Regions from separate parts of the Mus musculus genome. Here regions 2 and 3 are each linked to region 1. The links are chromatin contacts, called in public HiChIP or PLAC-seq maps. All regions are on one chromosome and are shown on one strand. The core of a region is the stretch at or near the end of the contact, and the rest is flanking DNA. Distances in the headings are between cores, read along the strand shown.

Evidence for each region. HiChIP or PLAC-seq counts read pairs in DNA pulled down with a chosen protein or histone mark.
Region 2: an H3K4me3 HiChIP or PLAC-seq map of craniofacial prominence shows a contact between it and region 1, with 4 times the contacts expected there. The contact joins the enhancer-like site here to the promoter of Slc44a5 in region 1. A contact is called at or near these places in 5 of 39 promoter capture datasets (3T3-L1-derived adipocytes, the C10 cell line, embryonic stem cells and 2 more), 7 of 115 datasets of contacts at active chromatin or transcription factors (craniofacial prominence, embryonic forebrain, embryonic stem cells and 2 more) and 1 of 9 other capture datasets (embryonic stem cells).
Region 3: a contact with region 1 is called in an H3K4me3 HiChIP or PLAC-seq map of embryonic forebrain, with 4 times the contacts expected there. The contact joins the promoter of Cryz here to the promoter of Slc44a5 in region 1. A contact is called at or near these places in 4 of 39 promoter capture datasets (the C10 cell line, the HPC-7 cell line, cranial neural crest and 1 more), 1 of 484 Hi-C or Micro-C datasets (embryonic stem cells), 6 of 115 datasets of contacts at active chromatin or transcription factors (the SCID.adh cell line, acute myeloid leukemia, embryonic forebrain and 3 more) and 4 of 9 other capture datasets (adipose tissue, liver, macrophages and 1 more).

The regions. Positions count from the first base shown.
Region 1 is chr3:153,971,497-153,975,435 of GRCm38.p6, reverse strand. Slc44a5 (solute carrier family 44, member 5) reads right to left here and starts at 2,000. Exons shown (of 22, transcript NM_001081263.1): 1 at 1,638-2,000. The coding sequence starts at 1,671.
Region 2 is chr3:154,545,745-154,549,988 of GRCm38.p6, reverse strand. No RefSeq gene overlaps it. Among named protein-coding and RNA genes, the nearest start is that of Gm40186, 19 kb to the left of the region's middle. Within about 2 kb of position 2,313, at least 27 of the 459 cell types and tissues checked have an H3K27ac peak or open chromatin away from gene starts, as enhancers often do. A contact at or near this core is called in craniofacial prominence and embryonic stem cells, where this site is marked.
Region 3 is chr3:154,594,648-154,598,506 of GRCm38.p6, reverse strand. Cryz (crystallin, zeta) reads right to left here and starts at 1,796. Exons shown (of 9, transcript NM_009968.4): 1 at 1,223-1,796. Tyw3 (tRNA-yW synthesizing protein 3 homolog (S. cerevisiae)) reads left to right here and starts at 1,409. Exons shown (of 6, transcript NM_172474.5): 1 at 1,409-1,654. The coding sequence starts at 1,481.

The DNA.
Region 1 (3,939 bases), core at 751-3,250:
AATGAGAGTCTGCACTTTCATGGCCCATTTAAGGTCTGCGAGGGTCTGGGTGGGTAAGAACTGCCTTCCTGCCAGCAGAGAGCAACATCAGCAGTGCTGAAACAGTCCTTCTGTTTGGCTCGGTGGTGCCATATGGCTTCATACAGTGTAGAGTGTGCACCCTGTCAATCGGAGGTTACACGAATTCTTTGCTATGTGGCAAGGAGAGAAAAGTGTCTTGCATGGATAAATTCTGTCAGCCTTCACAGAGGGCCTTGAAAGACTCATCAGTGGGGGATGGGGGCGGGGTTATGAGGTCTAAGGCCTCGCTGCTGACCAGAAGTCACAGTGCTTTTAAGGAAAGTCATTTAAGTACAATTGCTGTCAGCAGGTGACAGTTTCAACAATGAGATACCCACAGTGTTTGTAGGAACGTCTCTGGAGAATGTCGGATGATGATTTTTAACCCTTTCCAGTAAGCCATTCAAAATCCTGACATCCAGGCAGAGCACTTAAGTAAACTGGAATCCCCAGCAAAAACTAGGGAAAAGAACAAGAAGCAAACCCAAGGTCCTTGCACTGCTGTGGTCCAAAGCAACACATTTCATCCTAGGCCTAGCTCTCACCGCGGGATGACCCCAAGGGATAACCCCAAGGGGTGTAAGGAGTCTCTGTCCCACAGGCTATGAGGTCCACTGCGTTGCAAACCAACTTTAAACATTGATCGTTCTTCCTGGAAACAACCCTCGGGTTCCTGTCTGTATATGCATGCCCTTCTCGTGCTGCTTGGTGCCTTGTCACCCCCTTCCCTCTGTCCCCAGTGCTGCAGCCAGGGAAGGATCTGGCAGCGAGTCACTACCTCGCTGAGTTTGCGCTCCGCGCACCTGTTCCCCAGGGCTGATGGGAGCCAAGCAGGAGGCAGGTTTTCCCTGGTTTCGCCCAAAGTGAGCAGAGGTGCCTCGAGTTACCCTAGCAACAAGCTCTTCCCACAACCTTCCAGCATCCTTTCCACCCCTCAACTTTCCAACTTTTGGCAAATGTATTTCCAAAGAAGCAACAGGGGGATGACCCAGTTGGAGTCCAAGCCCGTCTGGACAAGAGCCCACAAGGATCTGGCTAGTAGCAAGGCCCTTGACAATAGGTTGGGGTGGGGAGAGAGACAGCCAGACAACCAGGGATGGGAAGATTAAGAAAATGGATGCAGAACTTGCCTGCCCCCCCCCCCCCGCAGCCGCCCCTCCCCGCGTGCCCCGGGAGATGAAGGAGGGGAAAGAATCAGGGCTTTAGGAAAAGAGACAGATGAGAGGAGATGAAGATAGAGAGATAGAGGTTGGAACAGGAGAGGGAGAGAGACTGACTCTAGCAACCAAGTCACTTCTCCTCAGGAGCCAGGCAAAATGCAACAGATACCCGATCCCCAAGCCGCAGTGTAGAAAGGGAGTGTGGTGACAAGAGTCTCCAGGTTCCAAACCAGAGACAAACTCCTTCTCAAGAGTCCCCGAGGCCGAGGGAGACAACCGTGTGCAGAAGAGTCTCTCCCCAACCCATCCCCTGCAGAAGGCAAACTCTTGCCCGCTGCTACCTGCCACTTGGCCAAGCCAGGCTGCGATACCGCCAGCGGAGACGTGGATATGGAGGTGGAGACGAGAAGGACTCACCCTGGCTGCTGGGGGGCTTTCTCTTCCGGGCCATCCTCAGTCTGGTCCCTTCCCCCCCGGGTCCGCCGCGCAGAGCCTCCTGTGCCGCGCAGCCCCGGGAGCTCCGTCGCCTGAGCTCAGCGAGCTCTTTGTGGCGGTGATGGCATATGCCAGGCGGCGGCGGTCAGGTTGCGCGCTCCACTCCACTCGGCTCTGCTGCGCGGGCGCAGTCGCCCCTCAGCTGCCCGCCGCCAGACCGAGCCCCCGCACGCTCTGCGGCGGCCACGGCGGCCCCCTCTGCTGTGCGGCGCCTCTACTGGAGGCGCAGCGCCGGGTCCCCGGAGCGCCAACCCAGCGCCCACCTCCCTCGATCGCGCGCCCGCCCTCCCCACGCGTCCCCCTCCCCACTCGCCGAGCCCTCCGTCCCACGGGCGCCGCCAGCCCTGGCACGGCACCCTCGTCCAGCGACAGTTGGTAGCGGCTGAGGACGGCAGGGACATTCCAGTCAGCAGGATTCAAGGGGGCTGTTGGACTGAACCCCAGTCTGGCATTCCTGTTTCTCAAGGGCACCGGGGTCCCCAGCTGACTGAGACAGGATCTGTCCATCACCTAAAAGAGCAGTCCTCCTCCGCAGACCCTGAATCACACCTGGGCGATGCGCTGGAGTGTCAGCTACTTCTGGTCCTCCTGAGGGAAGATGTTAAGCTGGAGGACCTGCAGGGAAAGAGAAGTGAATTCCCACAAATGGCCTGTCACCAGACCCTGGCAGGTGACCTTGCTCGGGTCCCAAGGCTCTTCATTTTGAGAGTTCAGCATCGCTTCTTGAGCTGCCAGGAAAAGGCAAATAAAGTTTGCCTATCTGGGTTAGAGTTGGTGCCCTGATTTCTTAACCTCCTACAGAAACTTAGGCCCTGGGGTCCCATTCTTTCTCGCTCTGGTTAGGAGGCCTACTGGCAAAGTTTCAAGTTCCCTGGAACTGTCCCCTCCTGGGTGCTAACGAGGGGCAGGTTGGTATATCCTGCTACTGCCCCCAGGCAACAGGAAAAGCTAAAGTTTAGGGCTAATCTGAAAATATAAAGGAGTCAGGGCTTTAAAAGAGTGGCAGATGCGGGACTAGTGTCTGGGATCCAAGCATTCGGGAGACAGAGGCACGAGGATGGCCATGAGTTTAAATCTACACTGTAGAGGTGGTTTAATAGTCCAAAGCACTTCCAATTCACATTTTTCTTTTCTTGTTCCTAAGTACAGCTTCCCATACAATCTATCTAATATTCAGCTGTGATGGTTTGTATATGCTCAACTCAGGGAGTGGCACTATTTGAAGGTGTGGCTTTGTTGGAGTGGGTGTGTTACTGTGGAAGTGGTCTTCAGATAAAGATGTAGAACTCTCAGCTCTGCCTGCATCATGCCTGCCTAGATGCTGCCCTGATCCCACCTTGATGATAATGGACTGAAACTCTGAACCTGTAAGCCAGCCCAATTAAATGTTGTCCTTATAAGAGTTGCCTTGGTCATGGTGTCTGTCCACAGCAGTAAAACCCTAACTAAGACATCGGTGATTACAACTCAATACCCATTGACAGAAGGTTATCCCAGATCTAGTATAGTTTAATAGAAAAAAAAAAAAAAAAAAAAAAAAAAAAACACCAGAGTCAAAAACCACTGATAAGTTCTAGACTTGGGTCATTATACCTCTGTAAGATTGGGTGAGTCACTTAATTCCTCTGGTGGTTTTCTGTTTTCTGGTCCTGTCAAACGTCATGTCAAAGAGTCTGAGATATTTCAAGCAAGCAATGTGACTCAGACCTGTCATCTAGTGCCTGAGAGGCAGAGAGGCAGAGAGGCAGAGAGGCAGAGAGGCAGAGAGGCAGAGAGGCAGAGAGGCAGAGAGGCAGAGAGGCAGAGAGGCAGAGAGGCAGAGAGGCAGAGAGGCAGAGAGGCAGAGAGGCAGAGAGGCAAAGAGGCAGAGAGGCAGAGAGGCAGAGGCACGAAGACGCAAGAAGCAAGAGAGGCAGGAAAGGCAGGAAAGGCAGAGGCACAGAGGCAGAGGGAGGCAGAGGGAGGCAGAGGGAGGCAGAGGGAGGCAGAGGGAGGCAGAGAGGCAGAGTCAGGGGCAGAGGGGCAGAGGCAGAGGCAGAGGGGGCAGAGGGGCAGAGGGGCAGAGAGAGAGGCAGAGAGAGAGGCAGAGAGTCAGAGAGAGTCAGAGAGAGTCAGAGAGAGAGAGGCAGAGAGAGAGGCAGAGAGAGAGGGGCAGAGAGAGAGGCAGAGAGAGAGAGGCAGAGAGAGAGGCAGAGGGGCAGAGGGGCAGAGGGGCAGAGGGGCA
Region 2 (4,244 bases), core at 1,064-3,563, 570 kb before region 1:
CAAGAGCTTGCTGACAGGAGCCTGATGTAGCTGTCTCCTGAGAGGCTCTGCTAGTGCCTGATAAATACAGAAGTGGATGTTCACAGCCATTCATGGGAGTGAGCACAGGGTCCGCAATGAAAGAGCTAGAGAAAAGACCCAAGGAACTAAAGGGGTTTGCAGCCCCATAGGAGGAATGACAATATGATCTAACCAGTACTCCCTGGGACTAAACCACCAATCAAAGAAAACTCATGGTGGGACTCATGTCTCTAGCTGCATATGTAGCAGAGGATGGCCTAGTTGGTCATCAATGGGAGGAGCAGCCCTTGGTCCTGTGAAGGTTCTATACCCCAGTATAGGGAGTGCCAGGGTCAGGAAGCAGGAGTGGGTGAATTGGGGAGCAGGGGGAGGGGGAGGGGATTTTCAGAGGGGAAACTAGGAGAGGGGATAACTTTTGAAATGTAAATTAAAAAGTATCTAATAAAAAGTGGCCTTAAAAATAAATAAAAATAAAGGAAAATAATGTCTTGTAGGAGACATTCACCTTTAAGAATAATGACTCTATTTTTTAGTGCTCTGAAAGCCATCAAGGACTGTAAGTCTACTTCTAATTTCTCAAGTTCCTTCTTTGTTAAAATGGCAATTTGGAGTTCACTCTGCCACTCTAACCGAGAGACCAGACAGATTCAAGCCCACAAGTGTCTCACCTCAGGCACTCTTCCCTTCAGATGCCTGAATCAGATGTTAGGTAAGAGGTGGACTTTCAAAGCAACTCAGGAAAACCCTGCACGTTTAGGAAACCTCAAGCAAGAGCAGCCTGAAGAGAAAGGTTGGAAAACTGTTCTTGCAGGGACAGCCCCAGGCTGCCCTGCTGGTCCCTCAGGGCAGCCCCTGACTGGCGGCGTGCTCCCGGAAGCTGGTTGGAGGAGCTGGTGCAATTTGGCTGATCCACTACAATTTCCTCTTACACTCGGAGCTGATCTGCAGGCTGACCCTGGACAATTTGTCTTCTTTCAGGGAGAAATGTCACCCGAAAGGAAGCGATTAAGTCAAGAAGGGAATTCTCTCAGAACCGTCCACTGTATAAACAGAACTTGACCTCAGGTAATTTATTGCTGGTCCCTAACAAAGAGACTTAAGATATAGGCCTGATGGAGTAGAGATCCAAATCTGTCAGGAAAAAGGGCAAGAGAGCAAAACCTCACAAGGTTTCTCTGGAACGTTCCTATTTAGAGTCTAAGTCTAATTAATGGCTGCAGGCATGAAAAGTGGTATCTGTCTGCTGAGGACGAAAAGCTCATTTTATAATAATAAATGTTGCATGGTTAAGCCATTAATTGTCTTATTCTTCTAATAGAGCCAGATTAATCGTTCTGGTCTCACAAGTAACCATGACAATTTATTTCAGCCTCAGCAATGGGCTTGATTGTGCACTAAGGACCAGGTATGGTCCAGGGCGATGAGAACTGTATTATCTGTTGACCGGTGTAGAAGATGAGAACCAGAGACATTAGCTAAAAGGTCTGAGTCACACTGTTAGAGGTTTATCAAAACCAAGTGATGATGTGACAGTGTCAACAAGAGTCCCGATCTGAGATCTGACAGTGTCCCAGGGATCATTCTTGCTGGGTAGTGGAAAGCCTTCACCGTAACGTATCCTTATAACTCAGCTGTTTCTTGCTTCCTTTCCAAGAACTAACTGCCCTGGGAGATCCTTTCCTACCCCTACCTAAGCCTCCGTAGGCCCCCTCCCCCTCTCTTCAGGTACCTCCTTCCTTTTCAGTTTCTATTCAGTTTGCGGGGCAGCCCACCAGGGTCCACAGCAGAGACCACCCACATCCTACAGTGGAAACAGACTGAAATCCCTGTCAGTTACACCAGCACAAGGTTCAGGGTTGGATTTTAACTCTGAAACATTTTTTCTGAAACTCCCCTCCCCCGGAGGAGCGCTCAGCATCGCATCTGCATTTGAATGGCTCCTAGTAACTAGCTAATCACAAAGCAACACCCTTGAGCAACACCACAGGCTCTGAAAGCAAATAACGATGCAGGATCAAGAAGGAGAAAAATCACCCATTTGTCCAATCTGTACAGTGGGACTAATACCACATCTAGAATCTTCTAGACAGACTGCCTAGCCTCCTTCAAGTGGGCTAGGAGCTCCGAGATCCTCCTAGGAAACTCGTAAAGAAGGAGTTGGGTTGTGTAATGATGTTTGCCTAAATTGAAAGCGACAAGCCGCATTTAGCGGAGGAATCAGGAGGCAACTGAGAGCAGGAAGCCTTTACATTCATTACTGCAGCTGGTTTAGCTTTGAATGATGCGGAAGGAGCCGAGTGAGCGGGCAGAGGATGTCCTGAAAAGACTCAGCAGCCATCCAATTAGGCAGGAACCGTCCTGCAGTTACCAAAGGCTCGCTCTGGTCTGTATTACACAAAATAAAGCCCCTCGATTGGGTTTGACTTCAGCTGATTGAAGTCATAAGGCATCATGTTCCCCCACTAAATAACCCTGGCACAGGTTAAATTACTACTGGCACAGGTTAAAAATAGGATTCTGCCCAGTTCTTAACAGGAAGATAAGTCCCAGAGCAAACCTGTAGTAAATGCTTTTTAAAAACAAATGTGATCGTGATGGCTTTTACTTCAAGAGAATTTTCTTCCAATGCTTGGCTCTTCTCTCTTGCCCACCACTGACTTTGTTTCCTTTCAGAAATTTTAAGACACTTCATTTGAAATATAAAACATAGAGAAAAAGACAAAATGTCCTATAACAGACTGAGATCTTCTATAATCAAGGTGAAGAGGATACTAGAATCTTTAAAAGTACAATTGGCATTCCCTCTTAAGCCAAATATGAGCATGTAGCTGGGGCCTTGTCCCATGGTCCCTGCCTCAGCCAGCCTCAGCCCCAAGAACTTCCGTCCTACCTGAGTTTCCACCTGTAGTGCACGGTGCGTGCTCCTGGACGCTGCACACTGAAGTTGTTGAAATTGCCCAGTAATTTCTCTCCCTGACCTTTGGCTGCATATATCCTGTCATCTTTGCATCTTTTCCCATTTGCTTGTTTGCAGCATTCATTCATAACAACCATGGATACGTGCAGATATAGAGCTCTTTGCCCTTTATGTAAAGAACATAGACCTCCCCTGGGACTCGGCCTTAATGACTTCTAGACTCACCCCAGTTTGGAGAAAGGAAATCATATTTGCTTGTTAAACATTTTATACATGTGTTTTTCTAGAGAAGTCTGGAGTCAAGCTGCTATATCCTGTTGAACAGTAATGTTCAACCTTTCGGTATGATGCCAAACTCTTTTCTAAACGGGTTGTGACAACTCATGCTCTCATTAGCCAAGAGTTCCTAGTTTCCTTCATCCCAGCTGTGATGTTATCTTCTCTTCAACGGGAATGAATTTAGAACCACCCAAGAGAAGCACCTCTAAACATGTCTGTGTGGGAGTTTCCAGGGAGGTTTTACTAAGAGAAAGCTACTCTGAATGTGGGTGGCACCTCCTAGATCTGGGGTCCTGGGACAAATAAAAAGCAGGAAGTAAGCTGAATACCAGAAATTCCGCCTCCGAGTTTTGTGACTGACTTCAGACATCACGTGATCAATGGCCTTTCTCCTGTACAGTCAGTCATTCTTCTCCAGTTACAAGGACTCTATCCCTCAAACTGTGAACCAAGACAATCTCTTCCTTCCTTCCTTCCTTCCTTCCTTCCTTCCTTCCTTCCTTCCTTCCTTCCTTCCTTCCTTTCTTCCCTCTAGTACTTCTGTCAGGCATTTTATAACAGCAGCAATAACAAAAAAAATACATTCCCCAACACTCGATGTAATCTCATTAATTATTCTGTCTGTAATCGTTATAAAATTATGCCTCACTGAAGTTTTAATTTGAGATTCCCTGATTATAATGATCCTGAGCATATTTCTCCATTTCTGTAACTGCTCACACTCCTGAGCATTCTTGCTTTTGCCTTTTTTGCTTGTTCATCTCCTAGTTTATTTGACTTCGGCAGTTCTTGCGGTGTAGACCACAAACACATTTCTGTAAGCATTGGTGCTTTGGCCTAATGATATTGTTTCCCTGAAACTACTTACATGTGAGCATGCACCGATCTTTTCCCTTTGGTCTTTACTTTCTATACCTGGTTCCTGCTCTCCCTCTTTGCCTGATGTCATAAGGACAGCCTGTAGTGTTTTATTGCAAAGTGGTTGCTCCGGGTTTCATTTTATCTTAGAGTTCTATTGGCATCTTTG
Region 3 (3,859 bases), core at 547-3,046, 620 kb before region 1:
CATACACAGTTAAAAATTCCTCCTCTAGACTGATTGAAACTCATTCATTGGTTTAAATGAAAGTTAAATGGGTAGGGGATATGTTAGACGTATGTATATCTTAACATAGAGTTAGTGAGTCAACTCTCAAACTCAAGAGGAAAGACATATTACTAATGAAGTGCAGAGGGCCAAGGTTAGGGCTAGCGGCAAGGAACACTTGTTATCCTCTTGCTGAGGGCTTCATTTGGCTTTCCAGCACCAACTTGGTGACTCAGGCTCGAAACCTATTCTAACTCCAGTCCCAGGAGATCTAATACCCTCTTCTGTCCTTTGAGTGCACCAGGAATACACACGGTGTGGAAAAAAGAGCAAAATAAAATAAAATTGATTTCTAGAGAGAGTTTTAAATGAAGACTAAAAAAGAGGCCTCATAGTTATAAAATGTACTGCCACTGTTCCAGAATGGCTCATGGAAGCTTGTGGCTTACTATTAACTTGGAAACACGAATAAATGATGAAAATTAAAGTATCCAGTCCAAGTCTTCTGGCTATATGATGTTGTCACGGTCTTGCTTTCACACTGATCACTCTGTACCCCTGCAGCATCTCATGGACAGGGCAGGCCCCGCTTCAGTGTGACAGAATGCTGCTTGCTACAAGCTGCATTTCCTAGGGCAGGAGCCAGCGGGGAGTTATGGTGGCTTCAGGGGCTCGAGGTGGACACGAAGTCCACACAGTGGCCTCTGCACTTTCAATCATTAACAGGTCTTTTCTGGTCACAAGACTGAGGCAGGAACTCTGGGAACTGTAAATGCGCAAGATGTAGTTAACAATGTATTAGGTTTTTCTAACTCTGTCCCTCTCTGTGTCCCTCTGTCTCTGACTCTCTCTAGGTCTCTCTTCTTTCTTTTGAAGACTACTGTAGGTGGGTGCCACTATGTCTAAAAATAGGAATAACAACGCCCACTGCATACACACCGGAGGACAGAACACAGACCTCCTCTACCTGCACCTGGGAAGTTGTGAACCCGGAGTTGGGGCGCGAGTGCCTGGGTGGCGGCAGAAATCCCCAGGCATCAGTAGGCAGCTACCCCAGTCGGAACCACCGGCCGCCTGCTGTGCAGTTCTCCAGTGCAGATAGATCTCCTGGAGCCTAGAACTTGAAAGAAAGAAAAAAAAAAAAAAAAAAGCCTCCCGGCAGACAAGAGTAGGACCTTGCTTGCGGTCCTGGGTGACTTACCCTCCTCTAGAGTAGGAAACAAAACCTCCTAAGCTCCAGAAGGTCTGTGGGGAAAGAGGTGGGCTGGCTTTCCCTAACTTCGCTAGGCTCCCCCTCTCGGTTTACGCCTGTACGGTCTGGCGGCGCACGTCTTGCTCCTGGTTGCGCCAATGGGGAACTTTGGTCCTCTCCGGCCACCGTGGCGGCAATATGGCTGCGCCCATGGAGAAGAAGGCGCATTCCAGAGCAGAAAGCCGACCCCAGCTCGCTCGCTCGCTCATGGACCGTAGCGCGGAGTTCGGCCGGTGGAAGGCGCAGAGTCTGAGCAAGGCGGACCTTAGCCGCAAGGGCAGTGTGGACGAGGACGCGGTGGAGGTGGTGGAGCTCCTGAACTCGCGGGAAGAGTTTTTCACCACCAGCTCCTGCGCAGGGCGCATCCTCCTTCTGGACGGGGTGAGGCCCGGGCCGGGGGAGGCTGTGCAATGCTAATGCGTCCTCCGGGTGATGGTGGAGCTAGCTTAAGTGGCGAAGGCTGGGGATTGGATTTACAGAGCGCTGGAGGAGCTCGAGTCTCCAAGTCCCTTCGGTCACGCTCGCCCTCGAGCCGCGCTAACCCAATCACTGTCGCTATGAGATGGGCGCCCGAAGGTTAAGGGGTCGCTGCCCCCTGGTGGCCGGTGTCATTATTACAGCCCTGGGCATTTTAGCTCTAAATGAAACAGTACTGTAGATACATGGTCAAAGCCCCTGGCTGCACGCTCTCATCCTCTTCCTGTCCCACAACACAGGATAACTAGACAACACGTGAAATAGGGTAATTTATTTCCAACATTTCTCATCGTGCCTGGCCCCATATTGCTGGTTAAAAGTCGCTAGGTTCCGCTTGGTTCTTCACGTACTGAAGTCCCAGATTATCGAGGTCTGTTCATGTTTATATTGCTTCCACCACTCCCGTTCTGTTCATGGACACTCTTGCTCACAAGCTAGCTGCCCACACCTCTTCTACAACTGCCCTGCCTGGGTTTATTCAGACGAGTCTCCAAAACACTGTTGTCTCTTCTCCAAGCCATGTTTCACAACACATTCATATGTATATGCATATGAGGGATGCATACACATATATGTATAATATATTTATAAATGTATAAATATATATGTATATACTATGTGTAAAATATCTATAATGAAAACATATTATAATTATGATTATACAAAATATAATCATAATAGAATATGATATATATTTTATATATTTTCATTTTTAAGCAGAATTTACTTTAGAAAATCCAAATTTATATTGTTCTGTAACCTGCAATCCTTTCCTCATTTTAACCAACTGCCAAGATTGAACTATTTTCTTTAGTTACTTGTCTTTGTCTTGTTCCTGTTCTTCATTTAGGAGTGGCAGAGTACTGAGAACCGAACTTAGGGTCTCGATCATGCTCAGCAAACACTCTACCACTGAGTGAAACTTCCAGCCTCCTCCCTACCTTTTGTTTTTTTTTTTTTTTAAACCTTCTAAAACAGGATCTTTCAAAGCTGCATAGACTGATCTTGAACACATTTAATAGACCAAGAACTCCTGGAACCTGTGGTCCTCCTGCCTCAGCTTCTGGAGTAGCTGTCCTATAATGCTTCCCCTATATCTACATAGCTGAGACACGACTCTCCAAGCTCCACTGTTATGCCAGACACAGAAAGAGGTGCAGACAAGCACAGTGCCCACTTAAGAGTGGCTGTCCATTCTGAGTTGTCATAGGATGCTTTCTGAACCTTGTCTAGCTTATGTATCTTATACTTGGTGGCTATTTATTTTTACTCTGCTTTATTAGAAAAGAAGGAAAGTGAAAAAAAAAATCAGGGTGGAGAAAACATAGGTAAGCCAGAGATGTTCCAAGTCGTGGTGTGACATTGTGTACATTTGCTAAGCATAAACCACTCATTTGGCTCGGAGGTTGTTTATAACAGCCAGCCCATGTTCCTAGAGCCTCACTATGAAAACCGGTCGTTCAGGGCCCACGCTTCCCCCACCAGCTCCCAGAGGAGCCTCCAGAGCTTTGTGTGCGTGGTTGTTGTAGAGATGCGGTGGTCTTCATGTGTGTGGTTTTCTGCTCTCCCTTTGCAGACTCTGAGGGAAGGATCTGTATATACCGATTAGAATTTGCAAAGAAGCAGTGTTTAGGTCGCTGTTGGAATGACAGCCTCTCCAGAGCTTTGACACATTGCTCCTCGCTGCTTTGCATATGCAGTCTACTTTAGGGATCTCAAATACATTTCCATAGTGGTGAGGAACATGTCGAAAGGTGTGCCCATCCCAGACGTCAGCAAATGGTCGGCCTTCCGTAGTGTTAGCCACCCTGTTCTACAGGAGGTGCCTTCTCCCTTTTTCACTTTTTTATGGTGAAATACTGCTAACATATAAGTCCTTCATCCTTTTCTTCCAGCAAACACATGCCCAGAGAGGCTTGTGACCCAGGGTAGGTGTGCTCAGCTGCCATTCATAAGATCTTGGGTTTCATCCCCAGCAGCACAACACAAACACAGAAGCAAACCAAAAGCACGCCCCTGTTTCTGAAGACACCTGAGTACTTTTACCATCTGAGCCCTAAGTTACTTGAATTGATTTTTCTCCTAGGTTATCTTTACCCAAAATACACT